4 separate regions of the Mus musculus genome follow, and all the other regions are linked to region 4. Evidence: chromatin contacts called from public HiChIP or PLAC-seq and promoter capture Hi-C data. All regions are on one chromosome and are shown on one strand. Each heading gives the region's core, a stretch centred on a gene start, on an enhancer-like site or on the middle of the called end of the contact. The rest is flanking DNA. Distances are from core to core; before and after follow the strand shown. Region 1 has its middle 19 kb from the start of Gm22995. Region 2 overlaps Plagl1 (pleiomorphic adenoma gene-like 1). Region 3 has its middle 18 kb from the start of Hivep2. Region 4 holds the start of Adat2 (adenosine deaminase, tRNA-specific 2).

Region 1 (6,055 bases), core at 3,080-5,579, 350 kb before region 4:
AGAAAATAACTCCTTAGTGCTTAATACTTAAAAGCTAGCTGAACACGAGCCAGTCAGCATTGTTCTTAGACAGAAATTTGGGGACCATGCACACTAAAGCAAATGCCAGATATTTGCTTCTAAATGGCTGTCTTACATTATTATCACTAGTGTTTAACACACACAACAGCATGGCACACATTAGACGGGCTTGGGAAAGTAATTGGGAAAAGCATGGCTTGGCGTGGTTGGCATTGGTGCTGTTATAAAACAGAGCTAGAAAGCCGAGTTACTGTCACTTGGCCAGGACCTGGTTTATCTTGCTTGTATGAAGTAATAGGTTACAATCTTAATGTTTTAAAATAGCCCTCAGCAAATCTCCGATTTTAGGAAAAGCGAATGAGCTCATTTGCAGACAGGCTCATTGGTGTCTTGATGTAAATCACTACTCTGAACCACAAACAAATCTTTATACTCTACTTTCTCTTTTATGGCTTCTAGCGATGCTACAATGCTCCCCCACCTCTTACTCTTGGCCAGAGAGAGTCTAAATTAATGGCTTCATTACCACACAGGATTCTTTTCTATTTAGGTAGGAGCGTGCATCATTACAGAAGACTATACAAAGAGTAAACACAAAAGACTCTACTGACTGGGAAGACTTGAAACCTGACTTCACTGCTAGCTTGAAGGAACAGAAATAAACAACTGCAAAGAACGTTTTTGAACAATGTCCTAATATTTAAAATGACATTTAAATTTTTATTATTTCTGTTGTTACCTCAGTTAATTGAGGGAAGGAAAAGATTAGAAGGACTAGTAGGGACTTAGAATTGGGTTAGGGTTAGGGTTCTAAGAAGGGGCAAAGTGTCCACACTTTGGTCTTTGTTCTTCTTGAGTTTCATGTGTTTTGCAAATTGCAACTTATATCTTGGGTATTCTAAGTTTCTGGGCTAATATCCACTTATCAGTGAGTACATATCATGTGAGTTCTTTTGTGACTGTGTTACCTCACTCAGGTTGATGCCCTCCAGGTCCATCCATTTGCCTAGGAATTTCATAAATTCATTCTTTTTAATAGCTGAGTAGTACTCCATTGTGTAAATGTTCCACATTTTCTGTATCCATTCCTCTGTTGGGGGGCATCTGAGTTTTTTCCAGCTTCTGGCTATTATAAATAAGGCTGCTAAGAACATAGTGGAGCATGTGTCCTTCTTACCGGTTGGAACATCTTCTGGATATATGCCCAGGAGAGGTATTGAAGGATCCTCTGGTAGTAGTACTATGTCCAATTTTCTGAGGAACCGCCAGACTGATTTCCAGAGTGGTTGTACAAGCCTGCAATCCCACCAACAATGGAGGAGTGTTCCTCTTTCTCCACATCCTCGCCAGCATCTGCTGTCACCTGAATTTTTGATCTTAGCCATTCTGACTGGTGTGTGGTGGAATCTCAGGGTTGTTTTGATTTGTATTTCCCTGATGATTAAGGATGCTGAACATTTTTTCAGGTGCTTCTCAGCCATTCGGTATTCCTCAGGCGAGAATTCTTTGTTTAGCTCTGAGCCCCATTTTTTAATGGGGTTATTTGATTTTCTGGAGTCCAGCTCCTTGAGTTCTTTATATATATTGGCTATTAGTCCCCTATCTGATTTAGGGTTGGTAAAAATCCTTCCCCAATCTGGTCCCCATTGTTCTTTAGAGACAGCACATCATGGCGGAACATGAATCAGAGTGAGTCCAAGAGATATTATCATGTCTCATAATCCAAGAGACAAAGCAAAGGAGAAGAGGGTCCACAGTTCCCTTCTAAGAATGTGCCCTGTCACAGTAGGCACCACCTCCTAATGTCCCACCAGCTCTCAATAGCACCATTTGGGAACAAGCTTTTAACACAGAGGACACTCAACTGCCAAGGTATAGCATAATGCCACTGGGTTCTTATGAGAGGAGATCATTTTTATTTAAGTCTCAAATGGGCATACCAATAGAGGACAGTCAGGATGGAGGAAAACTTGCAATTGAAACCAAAAGAGTGAAGAAATTATAAAGAGGTGTTGAGAGGGATTCAGGAAGAACCCAAGAAATGTAGCTGGACCTCAAGGGATTCTAGAGTTAAAGAAAGATAAACTCAATCTCACAAGGTATAAGTAAAGGCCAGAACACTTCTGGTGGCTTACCTGTTACTATTTTTAAATAATACACTTATAAAACTCTTTGACAGCTTTATACATGCATATAACAAATGCCATCTCACCTCTTATTAGCCTGTCTTTTTTCTCTTTCTCCCCCGGGGCGTCATTTCAGCAAGTCTCCTTCTAATTTTCATGTCTCTTTTTGTCTGTATGATTCACTGAGTTTAAGTAGAAGTTCATGCAATAGCAATGATATTATTTTCTGATGCACGAGAGACTTGTCAGTGGTTACACTACAGAAGGGGAACCCCTTCTCCCATCCATCACTAACTATCAAGAGTCCTTGGGGAGATATGGTTCTTCATGAACAGGTCCCTTTTCTGTGATATAAGCTGCCACAGCTGAAATGAGTACCTACCTACGTCAGCCATATTATGTACAGAAGACATCAGATAACAGCAGTCGTCGTCAAACTCTGATCATTACAATCTTTCCACTTACTCTTTCATGGTGTTCCCTGAGCCTTCTTGGAAGAGGGGCTCTATATGTGAAATGATATTCTATTTATGACTGCATACTCTATAATAACTTATTCTCTTCACACTTGGACATTTTCTGTATGAACCTCCATCCACTGAAAAACTAGTCTTCTCTAATGAGGATCGAGAGATGCAGTAATTCATGGTATAAAGACAAGTATTTCAAAAGCAAATTCATAAAAAGCCTATTTAACTAAACAACAACAATAATATGTTCTCTCCTGGGGATGGTGACCCTCTAGCCACAGATTCTTAATCAAATTTACAGTAGCAAATATGAGTTTTCTCCTGTGGAGCCTTACATTCAATCAGGACATGGTTGGTATCACTATAACAGTTGTGCCATTATTGCTCCAGTGGGCAACTTCGTTAGGCAGAAGTAGAAAAGAAGACGTAATGCAAGAACAATATAAATGTGGAGGGAGATGGAAGGTTAAGGGAGAGAGTGATACATGGAATAACTAACACCAAAGATGTTTGACAAAAATGTTACTTTTTATTTATTTTTAAAATATGAGTTATAGAGCCTTAAATTTTTTCCAAAAGAGTGGACATTCTTGACTTAGAATACTGCTATTGTGTCAGTCTTTGGATCTGTCAATAAAAGAACAATGAGGAGGAGGAAGAAAAGAATTCCAGGGAAGGAAGCAAGGCAGGAAAGAGGTACAGAGGAATGGGGACAAAGAGGAAAGGCATGCAAGAGAAAGTCTGTGTTTATCTCTCAATATGAACCGGGCACTCTAAATATACAGTCTTATTCAACCTTTACCACAGTCCAGAGCAACAAAAAGTAGAGTTGAAGAACCAGGAGATAAAGTGCCTTTTCCATGAGCACAGAGGAACACTGAAGCTGAGGCCATGTACAGGATCTACTGTCAAGAGTATCCCCCAGGGAGAAAAAGATTACATTTCCAGGGTAGAAGACACATAGGAGAAAAAAATGAACGGGACACATTCAATAGAGAAAACATTCTCCAAAGAGGTATTAAAAATATTACACTAAGCTACCAGTGATCAAGTTCAAAGGTGTCAATGCAAAGTTACAAGAAATGCCCTCACAACATTAAGCGAAGGGTACTAGGAAAAGCTGTCCTTCACATGCGGAGTGATGGGAAGAGACTCGTGCCGTCAACAGAGACATAGAAAATGGTAAATAATTTCCTTCTGGTATGAAAGTATTGCCAGATTGTGGAAATAGTTCAAAAAATATAGAAAGACCCCTCCTCCTCTTCCTCTTCCTCCTCCCTCCTCCTCCTCCTCCTCCTCCTCCTCCTCCTCCCCCTCCTCCTCCTCCTCCTCCCCCTCCTCCTTGGGAGTCATCACCATTTCCCTCCCATCCCCCAGCTCCTTCACCCAGCCAGCCCTCTAGTATCCACTCTGATTTCGGGAAATAAAAACTGCAGGAAATTCAGCATTTGCTCTTGGCAGCAATTTGTTTCTCTTCCCTTCCTCTCTGACCCCGTTTCCTATTCCCTCTCCAGCTCATGTCCCCTGCAAGCATCTCCAAGTATAAGTGCTGCCCGCCATCAGGGTCAAAGCATCTCCTTGATAGTGATTTCCTTCACTGCCTTATGGGCAGTATAGGACAAATAGACGGATACATGCAAAGTACCTCTTCCCTGGCTAAAACGTTTCTGAAATTGTTTATTTCACGAGAAATGCATGACAGATGGCGAGAGCGGTAGAGAGGCATTCAGAACAGAGCAAGTTTCCTACTGTTCTGTCAGATGTTTCCACTCTGTTCTGTCCATTAAATGCTGACTTATTTTTCTTCCCCGAACTTCAGTTTGGCTCTTTGAAAAATGATGCTTTCAGTGTCCATTTGAGATTTGTATGTTCCTACTGGAAGCCTCAATGTGCAACGTAACATTTACACAACATAGAATTAGAGGCTGGAAGAATCTAATGGTAACTGCCGCAGCAGATAGAATAGGATGCAGAGTGCTCAGAAGGCAATGGGTTAGCAGGCATCATTAAACCCAGTGTGTAGAGTGGTGGACAAGTCATTTTAAATTTGATTCATGTTAAAATCCAAGATGCCTGATTGTATCACTCAGGGACACGATACTTACGATATCTTCAGGATGACTCTATTAGTTTACATCGGGATAACGTATGAATACTTTTCTCCTAGCAGCTTTCTCCACTTTTAAGACCACGAATGGATCAGTACATGGAATCAGAGCATTTGAGTGCCCATTAGCATGTGTCCATGTGTGCATGTGCGGGTCTGTGTGCACACGTGTATTCATTCACATGCTTTCAAGACGATGTTGATTACATAAGCTTCCTCCTGTCTCCTACATGGCCCGAATATGCCATGGCCCCTACATCCTTTTCTTTCAGTGGCTTTTGTCTGTATCCCCTTTATGAGTCCCCTGAGTAGCACTTTTGGAAAGGAGAGATAGCTTCTAGAAGAAATCTTATGGACGTATGGAAACTGGTGCTTCAAATGGGCATTCCAGGCGAGTATCATATTTTTATGCTTCCTGCTGAGTCAGATCCTTTGGAAAAAGAAGTGACCCTGCAGATGCTGATCTGTGATAACGGGTCGTGTCTCTATGGAGAAACGAAGTGACCCTGCAGATGCTGATCTGTGATAATGGGTCGTGTCTCTATGGAGAAACACGCATTCAAAATGCTAACCCATTGAAAGACCCTTACTAAGGGAGACTTTTTTTTTTTTCTTCACAAAAAAGCTTTCTTTGCTTAAAATTAAAGGAATATTTTTCAAGGTTACTCTGGAAATAAATGGGCTCTGCTTGGAAATCTTCTCAAAATGGAAAGTCCTGAATGCTGCTTCTGCCAACTTTCTGTGCACAACTGACCAAAGCGTAGAAAAGAAGAGAAAAAAATAAAAGAACCCCAAACTCATCTGCTTTAATTGTCTGATGGACCAGCAAATCAATTTAGAAAATTATTACTTTATTTTTATAGAAGATATTTGCCAAATAGATTGCCATCTGTAATTGTTTTTTTACACAGCATTCGGTAGCATAATTGGCAAAAACTCTGTTGTCGATAGAATCCTAATGATAATTACAAACTGAGGAGAGAACTGGAATATTGAAATCTGGGTAAATTGAAGCAGCATTTTTTTAAGGTGGCGCTAACAAGAATGAGCTGCACAGATTTACCTTCTGAATTTCTTTGCAGTCAGAATTGAAGTCTGTGACATGCCTGGATCGGTCCTCAAGCTTTGTGGAATAACTTATGTGTATATGCGGGCTTGGGGGGTGGTACACACACAGGTACACAGGTACACTTCCCCACGTGTGACCATGTGGAGGCCAGAGGTTGACATCAGATGTCTTTGTCTAGGGTACTCTAATTGATTTTTTTGAAAATAAGGTCTCTTATTGAACCTGCAGCTCTCTATTTTGGCTAGACTGGAAGACCAGCGAG
Region 2 (6,795 bases), core at 3,987-6,486, 440 kb after region 4:
GGGTAACAGGTGGAAGGTTTCTAATCTTTCATATTTTCTTCCAGCTGAAGGCAGACAAGACTTAAAGTCTCTTTGTTAACATTTAAACCCACCAGAGAAATTCGGCAGGACTTGGAGTTAACTCCAGAAGGAAGGACAGATAGGAGGATTTAAAAACAAAACAAAACAAAAAAACCCTCTTTCCTCCTACTCTATGTAACCCAGTTTGGAAAGGAAAAGGCAGTCTGTCCGTGCAGCAAGGGGGCCCTGCCTACAAGGGCTGGGCTAGGATTCCCTGACCAGGCAGCTGTATGGGAGCACCCCTTCGAGGGAGGGAAGCCAACCTCCACTAGGTCTCCAGCCCCCACTTCCAGCCCTGTGAGCTCAGCCCAGACAGCTACAAACCCTCAAGTCATACCGTGATATATATGGAGGGCAGAGGGTCAGTTCTCCTCACCTTTCAGGTGCCATGAAAATCTCTAGATCCAAGGAAACACTCTGCCAGTGTAAGCAAGGCACCTAAAACCAATCTAGAGGGCATTCCTTCAGCTGCCTTCCTGGGGACTGTACTCTAGCTCGGTGGCTACGGGGAGTAACTGTCTCTTTGACCTTGGACAGGGAGAATCAGATTGATGGGTGAAGCCTCGGTAAGGAACCAAACATCTTCCTTAGAAGTGTGCCTCTCTACCCTAGCTAGGACATCTGGGACTGAAACCAATCTGTCAAAAACAAACAACAAAGGCCACCTGGGTTTGGAGAGGGAAGCTTAGGCATTGGAGGTGCTGGACCTCCAGTGTTTAGTACCCTGGAGCAGATAGAGCAGGAGATCAGAGACAGGGGGTTGGTGTTAGCGTATACTCACAAGATTAACTCCTCTGACTCCTATGCAAATACCTAGGGAGGGAAAGGCACACAGGGTTATTTTAAGCCCTTATCTTAAGTTCTAAATTGCCAAAACCAAACAAACAAAAACGGAAAGGAAGCCTACTTGGAAGAGGCAAGATGTAGGCCAGAGCAGTTGCAGGCCAAGATCTAGGAAACCGTGTTTCCTAACCTAGGTAGGCCTCCCAGTCAACAAGCTGGGACAGGGGGCGGCCAGCTGATTTCCCTAAAATGAAAATGATGAGACCTGAGGTACTTCGGCTGTGGCTGCACGTCTGAGACCTATAGAACAGGTTTATGGAACAGTGACCGTTCACAGAGCAGAGTTGGCTAAGACAGTCCTGGTGGGTAGCCACCTACCTTCCCATCTGTGGTACAGAAAACCTTGGGGGGAAACAATGGGAAAAATGCTAAAGAAAGGACCAGGCCACTATTTTGGTCCAGAAAGAACTTTCCCATGGCTTCCTTGAAACATCAACCAGCCTGGCGAACTAGAAGCCAGGCGTCAGGACTATGGAAGGGCCATTGCCACATGCTGGTGCCTGAGGTTCACACTGGTCTCTGTTCTTAGCCTGGCTCCCCTTCCTTCTAAATCACAATGGCCCTGTCAGCGTCACTTTTTCTAACAGGCCAAGGTATCCATCCCTGTCGCCGGCCTGTTTGGAATCCCTCAATAGTCTCGTTAGTTTCTGTCAATTGCAACCAAGAGACCTGCCTAATCAGAACCACTGAAGGTTCTTAGTCTGGAAAGCAGTGTGTTCAGGCTTGTGTCACAGAAAGAGACCACACACAGCAGGCACTGACTACTCCCTTGGATTCATCACTGCTATACATTACAACAGGTAAACAGTAATTGCCAGTGGGGGTAAGGGGGGGTTACCACCTCCACCAACGAAAAACTGCCCATGGAAAACTTAATGGAGCCTTTCTGCAGCTCCTCTGTAACACCATCTACAGAGTTTCTAATCTTCTCTGAATTACAACCAGCAGCTCTCCTGCACACTGGGAACTCAATAGACGGGCCAAATGAGAAGCATTTAAAGAAAACAGCAGAAAATGACAGGGATTTTAATGTGGCTCCAATTTACATGGTGATTGTGTGTGTGCTTCATGAATCACTTTTAATTCCTGCTACTGAGACAAAAGGAGAGAATTTTACCTTGGTAAGTGCTACATAATGGGCCAATTATGTTATTCTTTCAATATAGTATGTTTGTTATGATGCAAACACCCATCATTTCCAGTATTGTTTTAAATACTGGTAGGGAAAAGAGCTACGTTGGCTAATTTTAATAATTTTCAATATTCTTCTCCCTTTTGCTTTAAACCAATAATGGAGAAGGGAAATAGTCTTAAAGATTTATTTATTTATAATGTGTATGAAGGTTTGCCTGAAATGTATATAAATGTACCATATGTGAGCCTAGTACCCACAGAGGTTAGAAGACAGCGTCAGATGTACTGGTCATTGTAAGCTGCCATATGGGTGCTGGGAACTGAGCCCTGATCCTCTGGGTTGAACAGTAAACATTCATTACTGCTGAGTACATCTTACCAGCCCCAGCAAGTAATTTTTTTTCCAATTTTTTATTAGGCATTTTCTTCATTTACATTTCAATGTAATATGGTACTGTTTTCTTTAAATGCTATCCCGAAAGTCCCCCATACCCTTCTCCTCCTGACCCCCCGCTCTCCTACCCACCCACTCCCACTTCTTGGCCCTGGTGTTCCCCTGTACTGGGGCATATAAAGTTTGCAAGACCAAGGGGCCTCTCTTCCCAATGATAGCTGACTAGGCCATCTTCTGCTACATATGCAGCTAGAGACACGAGCTCTGGGGGTTACTGGTTAGTTCATATTGTTGTTCCACCTATAGGGTTGCAGACCCCTTTAGCTCTTTGGGTACTTTCTCTAGCTCCTCCACTGGTGGCCCTGTGTTCCACCCAATAGCTGACTGTGAGCATCCACATCTGTGTTTGCCAGGCACTGGCATAACCTCACAAGAGACAGCTATATCAGGGTCCTTTCAGCAAAATCTTGTGGGCGTATGCAATGGTGTATGCATTTGGAGCCCAGCAAGTAATTTTAATGATATTCTTTAGATAGTGTTTTTAATGCAGTATCATATTTAGTGACTGAAAACAATTACAAACGGGCTTGGAAAAAATTGGTCTTTCACATGTCACCAGGCCACTCAAAGAACACCGTGCATGTTATGACAACTCCTTCTTCTGTGTAAGAGGTGGATGGCTTTAGTGTGGGCTTCAACTCAGAAAAACAAGGACAGACGCAAGACTGACCAGGGAGAGCTGAGTGGGTAGGCGACTGACAGCTTAGTGAAGGCATGTTTACTGTGCAGAGGACAGAGGAGATCCAGATGACATTGAAGACAGAGGTCACATCAGGAGTGACAGCAACCTTAGAGGGATATGTAATTAAAAAAGCCAGAAGAGGCACCGCTGGGGAACTGAAATGCTATGTGTGGGTAGGTAAGGAACACATGAGCTCAGGAATGTCTCTGTCACATGTCACCCTGTCACATCCCAGCCAGGGGTCAGTCCTGAAGTGTTCTCAGGTTCAGACAGGCAATAAGCAGCACACTGAAGAACAGTTATGGGATCAGATCCCATGCCTCCTGCATTCTGCCTAGCCCCCCTCCTCCCAGGCTTCCTGGGCTGGGAAACAGTGACAATGATCTACCTAGTTAGAGTGCAAGCCCCTTGGCAGAGAGTTGATGTGAGAATAATTCAGCAATTGGGTGTGATTTAGGGTCCTATGAAATCAAAGTGGCTGCACAGGATAAAATTCTTCCTCAGTTTCCACTTGGGGGTAGATAGGCAGCAATGCCAGTGAGAGGAGGGGGGGAGGTTTTATTCTGTATTATCAGCATATCATAGAATTAAATCATCTCAACTGCAGCTTTATCTGTCTCAAGTGATAATTTCAGTCAAGGGAAAGTCTACAGAACTCTTAATTAAAAGCCTGGTCATCTTCTTAGGGAAAATATCTACACATGACACTCACTAAGAATCTTTTAGAAAGGAACGATATCAGAGGTTGGCCCCAAAAGGGACATTGCCCTATGCTTTTAAATGCCTCCTCTAGAGGGGCTGATGGAGGCTCGCAAACTTATGAAGGCAAAAAAAAAAAAAAAAAGTGTTTGATAATACGCCATAAAGGAACAGCAACAGCATTGATCAGGTTCAATAGACCAATCAGGTTTTCCTAAAATGTAGCATTTGCAGTGGAAGCCTGGTTAAGTAGTTACATTCATAGGATGTACAGAGAGCCATCAATCCCCATTCATCCAGCCACATTTACTGAGCCAAGAACTTTGCTGGGCTTGAAGATATAAAAATGAATAGGACACAGCTGCTTTACCTCTAGCTAAAAGAATACACCTAAACAAAGAGCTCTGGGGGACGTGTTAAGTGCTGTGGTTGAGGTATGCACAAAGGGCTGGGGCCAAAGGAGGGAGCCATAAATTCTTTCTGGGAAATCAAGCATCAGGCCAGTGAGGGAAGAGAGCTAAGAAAGGGTGGGGTATTTCCTTGCCATAAACCAGAGCTCCTACTTTACCATGTTCTGAAAAGGAAGGTAGTTAATTTTAAGATTTACAAACTATTGTTACTCCAGGAGCTATCTCCGTCCACTGTCTGTCGCATTTGTTTCCGACACACTCTGCGGACATTCTCAGCAGTTCTGGGACTAGAAAAAAAAAAAAAACTCCATGATGTGTAATCATTGTATCCCTGCAATAATCACAAGACAGAATGGGTCCCCGCCATGAACTTAGATCTCAAGTTCAAAGATGTTTTGAAACAAACAAATGAAAAACAAACTTTGAAGGAGCCAGCCATGCCATTAATGCTTCTTCTTGGTGGAAAGAAAGGAGGGGATCACCTGATTATATCATGGTTCGCATTTGTCTTTCTGTCTGGGTTTTAAAAAGAGAAGGGCACGTTGAATGGCCGGCTACTTGCCGTCATTCATTATGCATACCATATTCCTACTTATAGCATAGTTGGGACAAAACCCCCATTGTTCATTACACACTAGCCCCAAACTTGAGTCATTCTAATGTAAGCATGAGAAACTCCCGGCTCCTTTGGGGTGAATTTCCAAATTCCTCTGTGTTAAATTGAGGTCTAATTTTTCCTGTGCCTGGTTTTCACAAGAAGGTCCATTCCACCCCATGCGCTCCCTTTCAGCTGTCAATAAACAGAGGCAGTGAATTCCCCACAGCTTTACAAAGCTAGTTAGGCAGACCCATTCACTCCTTCAGGAAAACAGCGCATTGATTTCAGCCAGTTCCCAGGGTGCAGCAGGAACAAAGAGATCAAAGGCCCACCTCTCTCTCCCTCTAAAGCTTTCATTAAGGCCCAGCCCAGACAAACTGCGACAGGTCTCCTTGAGACCAGGAGAGGGCCGGGCAGACCACCTCATGGTTCAATTCAAATTCATCTGTTTCCTACATTCCAGTGACAGTCCAGAATGCTAACCGTGACAAAACGATACAATCGGCTGGCATAATATACTGCTCACTAGTTCATCCAAGGTCAGGGGGAGAAGAGAGGCCTGGAGGAAAGTCCTAGGTTTCTAGATCCTGCTGGGCCTCAATGGCTCCCTGACATTCCATAAATAAACTTCTTCTCTCTCGCTCTCCCTTTCTCCTTCCATGGTATCTTTACGAATGGTGATCCACTTAACCGTCTGAAATTTCTTTTCTCCACTGAACCCAAACTCTCTGGAAAGTTTCTTCCCAACCTAACAGTTGTATAGGTGTGGTGGAAGGTCCCCCGACCAGCCCCTTATCAATCCACTCCTGTGTTCCAGCAAAGCCCCTACACTGTACAAGTTCCTGGTTACTTCAAGTGAAAAGTGTAATTTCTAACTTCTAGACGTTCCCGAAGGCACCGTCCCCAGGGAAGGCCACACAGCTCAGAGAAGAGTATAGTTTGTATAAATTCTGTTTGCTAAACAGAAATAGGAACAGGGGCGAAACAGTTACCTTTTTTTTCCCCTTTAACTTGGGGAATCTAGCTGGGTAGCCAGGTCCTAAATAGTGGTCTCTGTGTGAAGGAGTGTTTGCACGTTTGTGGGAGTGAAGAGGGCTAGCCAGGGGCAGGGCGAACCAACAGAGTCTGAAAGAAAATATGTTTTCCCAAGGGGGGGTTACCTCTATTAAACAAACATAATTAAAAGGGTTTCTAAATTTGCCCTTGAATTCAGAACTGCTCCTTTGAGGCGACCTTCACCAAACCCTGTAATGAAATGTGTTCGTGTCTGTCACTCATCCTGAGTAAACAGGAGAGATGGCTTACCTTTCAAAATTCCTAAACCGAAGAGAAAATAAACAATATTGGAACTAAAGGTATGGAAAACCCACTTCTTGATGCAGAACACACCCTTCCCACATGCCCAGTTCCAAGCTTCAGTACTGTCCTAGGGCTCACCACAGATTTCCTGAGCCCTGAATTCACTGATTCTTGTCTATCTTTAACTACTACAGAGGTACCACAGAGAGTAGTCAACAGCCCTCTGTGAAAGGCTTCCACTTATTTTCAAGGTTAGACAGGAATGAGCTTTAAAAAGGCCAAAGTGGCGATTGTGATAGCACACGCTGGTAATCTCAGCATGGCCCTCAGACGCTCACAGTGTTGGGTCACGAGTTCAAGGCCAACCCTAGGCTCAATAACGAGAGCCTCTCTCAGAAAACTAAAGAAGGAGAAAAAGAGACAAAAGGGGAAGGGAAGAAGATGATAAAGGCAGGGAGGGGAGACAGGTGCCTGTGACAAAGACAAGTGACTGTTTTATCAAGAATGTTAAGCTAAATCTGTCCATTGACGTACTTTAGGTTAAGGGGTTACACTAACATCTCTGTTTTCCTAGTCTTCTGAAATGGAGACAAAAATATCTGTCAGGAATTTCTTT
Region 3 (6,749 bases), core at 3,454-5,953, 390 kb before region 4:
TTATTTATTTATTTATTTATTTATTTAATGTATATGAGTACACTGTAGCTATACAGGTGGTTGTGAGACATCATGTGGTTGCTGGGAGTTGAACTCAGGACCTCTGCTTGCTCCAGTCCTGCTCTCTCTGGCCCAAAGATTTATTTATCATTATATGTAACTATACCATAGCTATCTTCAGACACACCAGAAAAGGGCATCAGATCTCATTACAGATGGTTGTGAACCACCATGTGGTTGCTGAGATTTGAACTCTGGGCCTTCAGAAGAGCAGTCAGTGTTCTTACCCGCTGAGTCATTTCTCCAGCTTGCGAACTGATGTTTTGACCTATAGAAATCTTCCTTTACAAGCTAAATTAAAAGTGGTGATCCCATAACATCATATGTTATTTTTATTTCTCTTCAGACAACATTTAGATCTCTCTGTGTAGCCCAGGCTGGCCTCAAACTTAATGAGGGTCTGTCTCCATCACTCATGTGCTTGGATCACAGTCATGTGTCATGTCAAAATTCTTGCTTAGAATCTGGGCTTTGTGTCAAAGCCTGTACTCCTAGCTACTTGGGAGGCTTCAAAACAAGGTTTTTGTGTTCAAAACCATCATATGCTATAGATTAAATTCAGCCGGGCCTCTGCAACTTTGTGAGTCTCTATCTCCAAATAAAAAGTGTATAGGAAAAAAAAATGGTGTGTAGGAAAAGAAATCTCTTAAACTCTTGAGTGACTTAGTCTGTTCCTGTGTATTGTGATGCTAAATTCTGTATCTGAAGGTCAAGGTACCTATGATGGAATTCTTGACATTACTGGCTTTTATTGTAGAAACCTTGTTTCCTTCCTTTAAAACTATTGGTTAAATAAAAATGGTAGAGCCAATTACTGGAAAGATTAGAGACAGGCAGGTTTTGAGTTACCTAGTTGGGGGTAGCAGAGAGAGGAGAGAGGAGACAGGAGAGAAGGGAGGAGGTGGAGAAAGGAGGAAGTTACCATGAGAGGAGGTGGACCAAGAGCACTTGGCCAGGAGAAACAGCAAGGACTTGGGGTATATCTCATGAGAAAGTAATCAGGCCAGCAGCTAGAAAAGTAGATTAGGAGTAACCTCCCAGTAATTGTCAAAGCCAAATAAAATAACTATAGTCTGACTGTCATTCATCTATAAGCTAGCCAGGGATAAGTTTAAATTGGTTCAACTAGGGTAAATTTCTGAGAGTTTATTAGATTGGCTTTCCAATTTTATGACATGAATCAGTTCACCTGGATAGAAAAGCTGTGAGTCTATTCAGGTCCATGAGACTGGCTGTCTCAGCAATCCCCATCTGGTCCTAGAGGGTTCCTAGAAAGCTCCTGGTCTTCAGTCTATGTTGGGATCCACAAGATGTAGGTTCTAATACCCTCAAAGGAATACTTCTGCAACAGGAGAGATGAACTTGTTGGCATGAGTAGTCGAGCAGGCAAAAATTGAAATTCTTCTTCCCTGTCCCTTGCATGGTCTGTTACCAGAAGGAGTGGCCAAGATTTAGGGTGAGTCTTCCCATATCAAATAATCTAATCAAGAAAATCTCTCCTGAGCTCTCCCAGCTCCTTGGGTTTTTAGTTGATTCCAGATGTAGTCAAGTCTACAGCCATAGGACCCCAATGTGCCCAATCCCTTCTTACCCAGTTGTAGTCAAATTGACAAACAAGATTAGCTATCACAGTTGGTAAATCAGTCTTGTAGGATGCCTGTGCTCAGGGTCTATGGATGGGTTCAGGGATCCAGGCTCCATGGGCAAGAACAAGGTGGCTGTACTGTCAACTCGAGATATGGGTCCCAGTATTGACCTTGAGCTAGATATAGACTTCCTCTCTGGACCTCCACCCCTTCCTTTATCCAGATAACATGGAGGTTAGGAATCCCCAAGAAAGAAAGATGAAATCTAAACCGCTAAGAATGAAGCAGAAAAAGAGGATAGGAGAGAGTTAGCTTCAGCTGCTCCACCATGCTCTTCAGGGCAAAGCATGGATGCTGTCTCAGGGTTTCTATTGCTGTTAAGAGACTCCACGACCACAGCAACTCTTAATAAAGGCAAACATTTAACTGGGGCTGGCTTACAGTTTCAGAGGTTTAGTTCATATCACCATAGTGGGACGTCATGCTATGCCGGTGGACATGGTGCTGGAGAATTCCACATCTTGATCTGCAGGCAGCAGCAGGAGACTGTGTCATACCAGACAAACTTGTGCTTATAAGACTGCAAAGCCTGGGCCGGGTGGAGCACGCCTTTAATCCCAGCACTTGGGAGGCAGAGGCAGGTGGATTTCTGAGTTCGAGGGCAACCTGGTTTACAAAGTGAGTTCTGGGACAGCCAGGACTATACAGAGAAACTCTGTCTCAAACAAACAAACAAACAAACAAAACAAAAACAAAAACAAAAACAAAAAAACCCAGAAAAAGAGACTGCAAAACCTGCCTCCAAAGACACACTTTCTCCAACGGCCGTACCTCTTAATAGTGCCACTCCCTATGAGCCGAACATTCAAACACATAAGTTTATGTGGGCCATTCCTGTTCATACTACCATGGATACCCAGTTTTAAAGAAACTGGTACTTTTGGAGTGGCTGGAAGTAAGGATCACAAGTCAGATTAGGATTGAGGGCTCACAAGTCAGATTAGGGTTGAGGGCCATGCAGTAGCAAGTCAGTATGCTACCTGCTCAGAAATGAGATTGTTTCTCATGACCAGACATGTCGAGGTTATGTGTTTTTCTTTAAAAAATAAGTCTTTTACTTTTACTTACTATTTCTGGAATTCTGGTAACAATGACGTTATCCACTTCTAGGCAGCCTATCCGTCTGATTTCTGATGAGCTAGAAGCTTTTTTTGTCTAGCTTTGAGCCTTGAGTGAAGAGGAGGAGAGGGTGGGGTTAAGTGGAAATCCAGTGGCCACCGTGCTTTGCTCTTAGCTAGACATTTGACCTAAACTAGGATTGACAATTAGAAACAGTATATCAAGGGAGGGAGTACAAGTGTAGGTATTGTTTTGACCCAGAGGAACATGCCCAGCAAGGAGAGAGCTGTTCACATTGTGCAGAGTGAAGGGGGAAAGGGGAACTCAGTTAGCCCTTACTGGGATGACGTCAACACAACCTATAGCCACTGAGATGGCTCCCTGTGCCCATCTATGTGGATCGTGAACCCAACCATGGAAAGACCGGTGTGCCAGAGCAATGAATTTTGTACAATTAAGAGAGGAAATCCATGCTCTGTTTAGAAATACTTCACAAGGCTGAAGAAGAGTTAGATAATTTCTAAAACATTTTGTACTTAAGATTTCACTGCATTTGAAGAATTAACCTATAGATGTAAGGGTGCTCTTGATTATTTTCACAAACTAATTCAACATTAGAGTCATTTATTTTATATCTCATAAAGCCATATTTTTAATTAAGAAAAAAACTTACTCAGTATGTTCTTTATAGTTGGCTTTCTTGCATATAGCGATGAATATGTCAAATCTTTTCATTCCAACAAATTAATATGATCCATTCCCAGCCAATGTCCTCTAATTTTATTTTCTCTCTAGTCATTTCTCCTCAGTGAGACTATAGAATCTATAGAATCACAACTGGCAGATGGATAAATGATGCCCTGTGATAAATAAACACTTTGCATTTTTGTTTCATTTCAAACAGGATCTCACTGTATAACTCTGACTGTCCTGGAGTCCACTGTGTAGACCAGGGTAGCCTAGAACCCAGAACTCAAAGAAATTCACCTGCCTCTCCTAACCGAGTGCTGTGATTAAAGGTATATGCTACCACGGCCAGCTGGCACTTTGCATTTTATTCTCCTTTCTTATCTTTTTTTCAGGGCTCTGTCTGCTCACCATGGTACTGCCCCTGAAATGCATGAGGCTCCCTCTGATAAATAAATCCTCACCTAATACAGTTAGAGCTATACTCAAAGCAGGCCAACGTACAAGAAGCAGTATGCATCCAGTATGCAGCTAGCTGGTTTTGTTCTTGATATCTGTCCTTTAAGACAATGGTTATTTTCCAACAATCAAGGATCTTGAAAAAGTATTTGGAGATTCCTGACCTGGGCATCTGGTATGAAAAGCTCCCTCAAATGTTACCTGGGGAGATTATCACTTGACTAACTGGCAAAACAGTTCATAGTATATCAAACGTTGCTAAACCATAAGGGTAAAGAAAAATTACTTTTGAATATGTGTGTGTGACCTTTCCTTCCATATGCGTACAGTAGGGGGAGGGAGAGAATATCATGTGACAATTACCTTGATGACAATGAGGGATATTTTTAACACTCCAGACCGCCTCCTATGCCCTTTCCCAGTCAATAAACCCCCAAACCAATCTGTATTCTAACTCCTACCTTCATCTACTGATTTTTGAGTAAAGAGATATGCTTCCTTATTTATAAGTGCCCTCGTGCTAGGTATTGTTAAGTGACTAGAGATAGAGGCGAGAACAAGGCAGATAAAGGCACGAAGGTACACGAGGAAACATGGGGAATGAATAAGACTGATGATAAGAATTGTAAGAACAAACCAAGTCATCAAGAGGCAATAGACTTGTTGTGGGACCAAGACTGGACGTCAGCAGGGGCGTTCACAGGGTTGACAATTTTGCGCTTAGCACTGAATGACAGGGAGAGGCCATCAGAGAAAGGGAACAGAAAGTGCAGAAGCTCAAGACAGAAACAGCTCAGCACCATGAGGAACCGAGAGCCAGCACGGTTGGGCTGAGGTTGGGGGAGTGAGCAAAGGGCCTGAGAGCTGACCAAAAGCTTAGACAGAGGCAAGCACAATTACTGGGTAGGCCACTTTCAAAGGAGGGGAAAGAAAGGCATAGGGGATAATCACTCACATACACACACACACACACACACACACACACACACACACACACACACTAATTATTTTAAAGCAAATTTTTCACAGAAACAACCTTTCAGACTTGGATAAACAGAGGCTGCTGGGTAGGACTTACAACTAGGTGGCAGGTCAGTGAGGGAAAGATTCCAAAGCCATGGACTTTGTGAAAACATAATTATACACACTGAATATAACAAAAGGAAAATAGTTCTTCAGGTAGCAAGCCTTTCAGAATGTGGGTGCTTTTCTTCTCATTTTTCTAGGGCTAATTAGAGAGAGCTGGGAAACACAGTGCTGCCCACGGCCCTGCCAACCCATTGTGGGCATTTCTAATTTCAGATAAATGAAGCCCTTGGTTACCACCCCCGGCTTGTCTTAGAACATCCATTGTATTATCAGAATAGATGAGCAAAAATAATAGCCTCTGGGTATCTCTAAAGGGTACCTTTCTCTATGGTAAGATGCAAACTCAAATCACATCACTGTGTTAATAAAACAACTCTAAATTTACTTTACTCTTGCATACTGCCCTCTTAAAAACCCAATTTTTATTTCTTTCTGTCTTTCTTTTCTTTGTTTTTTTTTTGACATTTTCCCATAAAAATGCGATATATTTGACTTAAACAGAGCACTAACATTTTCATGCATATGTAACTATAGATCTCGGATACCTTAATCAGTTTTTGTTTGTTTGTTTGTTTAGCAAATACTATTTCTGGTCACATGGATACATGTAAATAAATTTAACAGTTATCTGATAGAAGGTCAACTGACACCCTTAAAATCTGTGTTTTTATTAAGTAAAACATGATGCTTTACTGGGTAGGAGGATAAAACCTCAATAAGAAAGTATGTGGTTAGAACAGTAATTTCCGGGGACTGAACAGAGGTGGCCCATAATTCAGAGCACTTGCTGCTCTCTCAGAAGACACAGTTGTTTAATTCCTGCTGTCCAGGTGACCTGTTTCCTCATCCTTTTTATGGGCAGAATAAGATCCCAGAAGATTGTTCAGAGGGTAAAATGAATACATGAAGATGGGCTGGGGAGATGGCTCAGGGGGTATCATACTTGCTCTGGAAGCAGAAGGACTTGAGTTCAGATCCCCTGCAGTCATACACACACACACACACACACACACACACACACACACACTCACACTCACACTCACAAAATCAGACATGGAGCATACCTGTAATCTCAGCAGTGGGAAAAGGGCTAGGAAGAATCCTGAGGCCCTATGGCCAGCCAGTCCAGCTGAAAACTAAGCTTTAGGTCTCAAAAACTAAGGTAGTGATTTCAACTGAGGAAAAAGTTCTGATGTCAACTTCTGGCCTCTGCAAGTGCCTGTATCCTTACATACGTATAGATGCTCATGCACCTTACACATATGCACACGAACACACATACACAAAATGCAAGCAAATTTCTTTTTAGGAAAGCACATAGGAAGAAATGAACATGTACTAACATGGTGATAAAGGTAACTGCAAATCCTTATCCAGTGTGGTAGTATGAATAGGAATGGCCGCCACAGACTCACGTATTTGAATGCTTGGTCCATAGGGAGTGGCACTATCAGGAGGCACAGTCTTGTTGGAGGAAGTGTCACTGTTGGGACGGGCTTTGAGGTCTCCTATGCTCAAGCGACACTCAGTGTATAGTTTCAGTATGGCTCACAGTCTGCTGCTGCTGCCTAAAGATCAGAATGTAGAGCCCTCAGCTCTTAAGCCACCATGCTTTCTGCCATGCCAATCATGGACTAAATCTCTGAAACTGTAAGCCAGCCCCAGTTACATGTTTTCTTTTATACGACTTCCCATGGTCAGTGTCCCCTCACAGCAACAGAAAGCTGATCCAAGACACGGTGATGGGCT
Region 4 (6,494 bases), core at 179-2,678:
TCCTTAAACCAACAAATTCTCAACTCGACAACTGATGAACAAAGGCTCTCTTCTTCCCACCCCGAGCTCTGAGAAAGATGACCAAAAAAAAAAAAAAAAAAAAAAAAGATGTTAATTAAAAAATTAAAAGAATGCATTATGCCATTTGTCTGGGGGCGTGGGGTGGAAAACATGTTTCTGTCTTCTAGATTTTAATTTCTTATGAAGGTGAACTTCTGTAACCATTAGAATAAAAAGGTGAGATATTTTAATTTTGTAAAAGAATAAACAAAAATAATATCCCCACACCAAAGGCTGAGCTCAGTTTTAAGGCCTTTACAATGCTGTAAACAAATTGGTGTTCCATGTTCACAGAATGAAAACCCAGCATCAAACTGTGTATACATACATAGTTTGTATGTATATCCCTGCCACAAACGTCTATCCCTGCCACACATCGATATGGGTAATAAGCTTGGGAAAACATGTAAAAATACGACCAGAGCTCTCCATGATGAGCAATCTATAAGAATCGCAGGAAGGAAGGGAATACAAGGGCAGAGAAAAGTATCGTAGAAAGAGTAGACACATCATCGGTGAGGATTGTACCAGGACACGTTTTGATATGACCCTTTACAGAAACATCAGCTTCCTCCCATTATATGGGAGCAAGCCATAAAATAATGTGGCTTTATGGATTTGAAAGTATGTGTCCACATGGGAAGGAAGATAGGCAGGTAGGGAGCACACATCCCCAGGCGGCAGATAAGACTCCCTGTAATACATCAATCGAACCGTTTCTGTATTTTCCCTTCACCCCAATTACTATGAGACAAAGCTAAAGAAAAATTCCCCCTAGAATAAAACAAGTTGCTGCTTCAGGTATTTTCAGACATGATAGATAGCGCGCCCGGCACATTTGCTCAACTACTCTGGTCAGGATATGGCCGGGAGAAAGTTTGCGCTCTCAGCATCCACCTGCCCGATTCCTCACCATTCGCATCGCCTCCTCCATCCACTTTTCCGTCTCCTGTACGGACACCACGCACGGGCCGTCTGGAGTAGTGGTGGACTCCACCTTCTCCTCCATACCTCCGCCGCTCAGAGACTCCGGGCCGAGGGACGAGAGAAGAGAGGACAGCGGAACGCGGCGGGAGCGGACCTTGCTTCCAGGAGGACGGGAAAAGACGAGGCACCCGGGAGCTATTTGCGGACGGACCCAGGCGTCCCGGATCAGTAAGCGGCGGCTGGGGGACCGAAAGCGTCGCTGCTCCGCTCTAGTCCACGCCCCCTTCCTCCGCTTAAGCCACAACCTCTGCTCAGAGAAACGTCTGTGGTTTCTGGAGAGCACCTAGCGCCGCCACCGCGCTGCTGCCGGAGGTCCAGGCCAGGTGGACGGAAGACACGGTGAGCCAGCCCCTCTCCCCTAGGCAACCCACACAACACGGGGTCTGGAGATGCTGAGATCAATGTGGAATTTTCTGAAACGTCACAAAAAGAAATGCATCTTCCTGGGCACAGTCCTCGGAGGTGAGTGACAACATGCTTTTTAGAAGGGGCCATTGGCAGAAAGGAGTGACAGAGGTGACTTATAAAAACAGGCAGGGCCCACTGATACCAAACTGGGATTTGTCGAAGGGATTGGCTCAACCGTCAAAGAAGAACCTCTAAAGTTCTTTTATCTGGATCTCTGTGCCCTTTGCCCCTCACTCTGCCCCCGTCCTTTTTCTCCCCATGGGCCTTCAAGAGTCTACCCCAATGAAGTTTCTTTTCAAAGCACTATTCTCGTATAGATAGATACATTTGCCTTCCAATTTTCTTCTTTTGCTTTCCTGTTAGATTTTCATTCTGTTTGTCAACTCTGCTTTCAACCTTTCACACGAGTTTCGAAATATTCTAGGGCCATTATCTTAAGTCTGCTCTTTGAGGTGGTGTTTAAAGGTAAACCGAAAACAGCATGTTGCTGTAAAATATACAGCAGATAATTTCTGTTCTCCAATTGTAAAGTACAAACTATATATCAACACAGTGCTTATTCTGCAGTGTTGTCAGGACTGGCAAGGTTGTGGTCATGATCCATTTTGGTGATATAGTTGAGTTCACTGGCTGAGAGGAAAGTTAGAAACAGGATAAAAATCTTGATGCTGGAATTGTAACTTTGTGGTAGAGTGCTTGCCTAGGCTGACTGCATTGGGTCCCAGGGAAGGAGCAACACACACACACACACACACACACACTGCTTTAAACCCTTTGTCTTGGAAAGACAACCCTCAGTTAATAATTATGGGATTTTAAGAAGGGAATCTTTTGAACAACACAAAAAGGGAGTTTAAAAGAATTTTTAAAACTTGAGTTTTAAGAACTGTTACCACTATCCTCTGATCTATGTGTGTGTGTGTATAAATATATCATAATATGACTTAAAATATTAGGACATTTGTAAAACAGTAACCACATTCTGCATATCTCTGAGGTATAGCACAAATGAATAATAGTTCATATTTTATAGGAAATACTTTATAGATACAATGTGTTTTATATTACCTCCAGTCTCTAATATCTAAGGTATATAAATTGTACCAATATTATAGAATACATATGCTAAAGATAAAGTTGTCATGGAAGACGTATAAAGAAAAATTTTTGCTCTACCTAAGGGAAGAAAATTGTCTCTAGCAATTTCAGAGGGAAAAGCCTAACCCTTACAGTTTATGAAATACTTAATGGCAGATCAGAAATAATCATAGGAGAAATTAAAGAGTATATGCATATAGTAATAGGTTTTTTTTGAAACGATATTGAGAGTTTTATATTTGGAGATGAAGAGGAAGGAAAAAACTGGGTGTGGTGGCACACACTCTTAATCCCAGCACTCGGAAGCAGAGACAGGCAGCTCTCTGAGTTGGAGGTAAGGTCCAGAACACCCAGAGCTTCATATTGAGACCCTGTCTCAAAAAACAAAAGACATACAAACAGAAAACAAAACAACAACAAAAGGGAGGGGGAAGAGATTCAAAGGTATAATCGAAGCACTATTGCTTTTTTAGCAAAACAAAAAGTCTTAAAAGAGTTGAATCTGGCCGGGTGTGGTGGTGCACGCCTTTAATCCCAGCACTCCGGAGGCAGAGACAGGCGGATTTCTGAGTTCGAGGCCAGCCTGGTCTACAAAGTGAGTTCCAGGACAGCCAGGGCTATACAGAGAAACACTGTCTCAGAAAATAAAAAAAAAGAGTTGAACCTGAGCGGGGCAGTGATGGTGCACACCTTTAATCCCAGCACTTGGAAGGCAGAGGCAGGTAAATTTCTGAGTTTGAGGCCAGCCTGGTCTTCAGAGTGAGTTCCAGGACAGCCAGGGCTACACAGAGAAACCCTGTCTCGAAAAAAAAAAAAAAAAAAAAGAGTTGAACTTACCTAGTTTTATTTGTAAGAGTTCATATTTTTTCTGTATTGTAAGAAAATTCCTATCTTACATTTTAAGAAATATGAAATATTTATTAAGTGATTATACTATTGTGACCGGTATGATTAAATAGGTATAATTTATATATATTTTAATCACATATATGTACTAGGGACCCACCATATGTTAAACAGCATACTAAGTCCTTTCCAACCTCTGGAAATGGCAGCAGTATAGTTACTATTAGGCCATTGTAAAATTGAGAAACTAGAGTCCCTAGACTTTAAGAAACTTGCTAAAGGTTTGAGTTATTAACAAGGAAATAAGAATTCAACCCCAAGTGTGTTAGATCCCAATGCATATTATCATCCCATACTCTACACTCTGCCTCAGTGGGTTCTTTATGTTTTAAGAATGAAGAAATAAGTGAAATACTGTTACTAGACCGTGATAGAGTTGAATACAGAGCCTAGTGGTACGCAGCAGCATGGAGTTGTATAAAATGAGGCAGATTTCACAAGAGGAGTTGCATATTTTGAAAGCTGAGTAAGGTGTTATTATGTATGATCAAAGAGTTAGATATTTAATGCTGGAAAAACACAACAAGCAGAACTTTGGGTTGTGTGGCTTCTAAAGTCAGACTTTCTAGTTCCTACCCTTTAGATGGTAATTGCTGTGTGTCCATTTACTCCACTTGACCATTGAGGCTGGAGAAGAGCAGTGGTTCTCAAACTGTCTGATGGGAAAGAGTGTAGAGTGCCAGTGACAACATTTCAGTATGACACAAATATTGTGGACCTCATAGATCTCCAACAGACTCCAGGGAGGTCCAGACCATACTTTGAAAACCACTGGACAAGAGAAAGTGTCACGGAACAGAGGAGCTAGACTCAATCGCTGAGTTCTTAAAAGCACAGAACACTGAGTTATATCTTAAGCCTTGGAATTTTTAACCTCGTTAGGGATTTTTCGAGTCATTTATTCACTTAACATTTGAACAAAAATAAGGCCTACTCTAACTCTACTGGACTCTGAATACACAAGGAGTAAGACATCGGTTTCTCTAAGTCTGGAGAGTGTGCATGGAAATAAAGTAATACACAGTGTGAAATGGCTGCCTTACTATGCCATGTATGTAATGTGGGCAGGATCTGTGTGCAGTTGCTTCTAGGTCTTTGCTATGGATGAAAACCATTTAAAGTGCTTTAGAAAAATATAGACTTCTTCTGTCAGGTTCTCTTTCTTCAGGTGTAGAGTACAGTTCAGGAATGCGTCAGTACTGAAATGAAGATGTCACCAAGCGGGCACTGGCTAAGCATGGACAAGTTCACTACTCAGCACTGAGAAAAGATGGAAAAGATGTAAACATTAGAAGTTGGGGATCTGCTTGATTGGAAACAATGTTGATGGATTATTTCAAATTGTTATTGAAAATAGTTGTGCTATAGAAATCTTTATCCTGGAAGACAAGCCTGAGAGATGGTTTTAAAACAAATGATTTATACAAAGATATTTTGCTTAATTGGCCATGCAAGGAAATGTCGAAACATTTTCACTTTTTTTTTTTTTTTTTTTTTTTTTGGTAAAGCTATTTGATTTTACACACGAAAAAGATGTATATCCAGAGGGAGTAAGTGACCTGCTCCAAGTTACCTCACTTGCTGACCAAGAGCCATCATTAATGCCTGTTTTCTAGTCCTAGAGTCAGCCTGGCAGAGAAGCATATACAGCCCCGAGTCTGTGCTAGCTAATGATCGTTTTCTTTCTTTCTTTAGTATTTCCTAGAGAAACATTAGAAGGAGTCAGTTTGTGAATTTTGTATACGGGATCCTAAGTAAACTAGACCTTGACTAGCAATATCAGTGATAACTAAGGTAAAACAGTGTGTCTAGGACTTAAGCCTGATCTCATGTGTGACTTCTCTGGTGCTTCCACAGTAAAAACCTACCAAAGGAGAAATTTACAAAATTAAAATGTACCTTATACTTTTGAAGTTAATAGCCCTGATCAAGGTGTCTGTAGAGTTTGTTTCTTCAGTCACTTAAAAGGGATCTGTACTAGGCTGTGCCACATGATGATCATCTTGTTTCACGCTGTCTTCTGTAACTGAATACCGACTGTTATAAAGCCACAGAGCTTCTAGGAGCTCGCAAATTGTCTTTTCTCTACACATATCTTTGTCTAAATTTTGTGTTCTTCTCAGGACTCTGGCCATGTTGGGTCGAGGCCCATTGATCTCACTTTGTATCGACCTTATATTCTAAGGTGCTAGGCCTTCAATATATCAGCTGATGGCACAAGCCAGGAGTGGACACAATTTAGCCCTTAACAAATTATTTTCCTTTTTAGCTTTAGCTAGACTATACTGCAGTTACCAAGTAAAGAGTGTCACATCAATGATTCGTTTTACAATATAACGAGAGATAATAATCGCAGTGTATGTAACCTTCTGTGATATGGTATGGAGATAAGATACAAGCAATGCGTTCGGAACTAGTTGAACCAGAATTGCCTGTTGGAGGGTCACTTTGCCTAATCAAAGTTAGTTTCTTCATTCTCTTGGGATCTTGGTGAGGAGGGAGGGGGAATAGGTTCTCATAGTACATCCCAGGCTACTCTCCTGCCTCAGCTGGATGGTGTGGCTGTGCTGCTGTCATGCTACAGAAAGACAACTGATGAACAGCTTTTATGAGTTTCTGTTTGCTCTTGAAGGTTAGTTATAGTGCATGTATTTACATGTGTAGTAACAACAACCATACGATTCCTATTTAGCACAGAATTTTGTGGAACTATCTAAAGATATATAATCTGTTAGATCATCTACAACATCTGTCTTAGTAAAAATAGTTTAGGATATGTTTGCTTTGCAGTTCCTGATGACTACCTTTTCTTTGCTTGTGAGAAACAGACCAACTCCAACTAGATGTACATAATCCTTGTGGCCTTTGGGGAGATACTGTAAGCCACAGACAGTGGAGATAAGTGAGAAATGGTTAGCCCCCTGAGCCCTTGCCGCCAGAATTTATAATGAAAGCAAGTTCTGGCACACATCGGCACTTATTAGCAAAGACAAAACAGTAATGCAGCTTGTTGAATTCTGGTATTCTTTGGCACT

What was found. Promoter capture Hi-C pulls out the DNA fragments that hold promoters and counts their contacts. HiChIP or PLAC-seq counts read pairs in DNA pulled down with a chosen protein or histone mark.
Region 1: a promoter capture Hi-C map of hippocampal neurons shows a contact between it and region 4, with 4 times the contacts expected there. The contact joins the enhancer-like site here to the promoter of Adat2 in region 4. A contact is called at or near these places in 6 of 39 promoter capture datasets (the 3T3-L1 cell line, the C10 cell line, hippocampal neurons and 2 more), 2 of 484 Hi-C or Micro-C datasets (bone marrow-derived macrophages and cortical neurons), 7 of 115 datasets of contacts at active chromatin or transcription factors (bone marrow-derived macrophages, craniofacial prominence, embryonic limb bud and 3 more) and 3 of 9 other capture datasets (adipose tissue, embryonic stem cells and pancreatic islet).
Region 2: a contact with region 4 is called in an H3K27ac HiChIP or PLAC-seq map of embryonic stem cells, with 7 read pairs. The contact joins the enhancer-like site here to the promoter of Adat2 in region 4. A contact is called at or near these places in 6 of 39 promoter capture datasets (the C10 cell line, the HPC-7 cell line, HPC-7-derived erythroid cells and 4 more), 16 of 484 Hi-C or Micro-C datasets (CD8 T cells, the P5424 cell line, Th1 cells and 10 more), 12 of 115 datasets of contacts at active chromatin or transcription factors (astrocytes, bone marrow-derived macrophages, cardiomyocytes and 6 more) and 4 of 9 other capture datasets (adipose tissue, liver, macrophages and 1 more).
Region 3: a contact with region 4 is called in an H3K4me3 HiChIP or PLAC-seq map of bone marrow-derived macrophages, with 2.9 times the contacts expected there. The contact joins the enhancer-like site here to the promoter of Adat2 in region 4. A contact is called at or near these places in 5 of 39 promoter capture datasets (the C10 cell line, liver, maxillary cranial neural crest and 2 more), 2 of 15 datasets of contacts at CTCF or cohesin (large pre-B cells and stem cell-derived epiblast-like cells), 9 of 484 Hi-C or Micro-C datasets (the AML12 cell line, LSK cells, bone marrow-derived macrophages and 6 more), 10 of 115 datasets of contacts at active chromatin or transcription factors (bone marrow-derived macrophages, craniofacial prominence, embryonic basal ganglia and 6 more) and 5 of 9 other capture datasets (adipose tissue, embryonic stem cells, liver and 2 more).

Annotation. Positions count from the first base shown.
Region 1 is chr10:13,904,630-13,910,684 of GRCm38.p6, reverse strand. No RefSeq gene overlaps it. Among named protein-coding and RNA genes, the nearest start is that of Gm22995, 19 kb to the right of the region's middle. Within about 2 kb of position 4,329, at least 8 of the 459 cell types and tissues checked have an H3K27ac peak or open chromatin away from gene starts, as enhancers often do. A contact at or near this core is called in cortical neurons and hippocampal neurons, where this site is marked.
Region 2 is chr10:13,106,597-13,113,391 of GRCm38.p6, reverse strand. Plagl1 (pleiomorphic adenoma gene-like 1) reads right to left here. Exons shown (of 6, transcript NM_009538.3): 3 at 842-873. Among named protein-coding and RNA genes, the nearest start is that of Hymai, 19 kb to the right of the region's middle. Within about 2 kb of position 5,236, at least 58 of the 459 cell types and tissues checked have an H3K27ac peak or open chromatin away from gene starts, as enhancers often do. A contact at or near this core is called in embryonic stem cells, nephron progenitors, reprogramming fibroblasts and 1 more, where this site is marked.
Region 3 is chr10:13,944,630-13,951,378 of GRCm38.p6, reverse strand. No RefSeq gene overlaps it. Among named protein-coding and RNA genes, the nearest start is that of Hivep2, 18 kb to the left of the region's middle. Within about 2 kb of position 4,703, at least 46 of the 459 cell types and tissues checked have an H3K27ac peak or open chromatin away from gene starts, as enhancers often do. A contact at or near this core is called in bone marrow-derived macrophages, where this site is marked.
Region 4 is chr10:13,547,841-13,554,334 of GRCm38.p6, reverse strand. It overlaps Adat2 (adenosine deaminase, tRNA-specific 2), which reads right to left and starts at 1,428. Exons shown (of 6, transcript NM_025748.4): 1 at 974-1,428. The coding sequence starts at 1,069. It overlaps Pex3 (peroxisomal biogenesis factor 3), which reads left to right and starts at 1,193. Exons shown (of 12, transcript NM_019961.3): 1 at 1,193-1,509. The coding sequence starts at 1,437.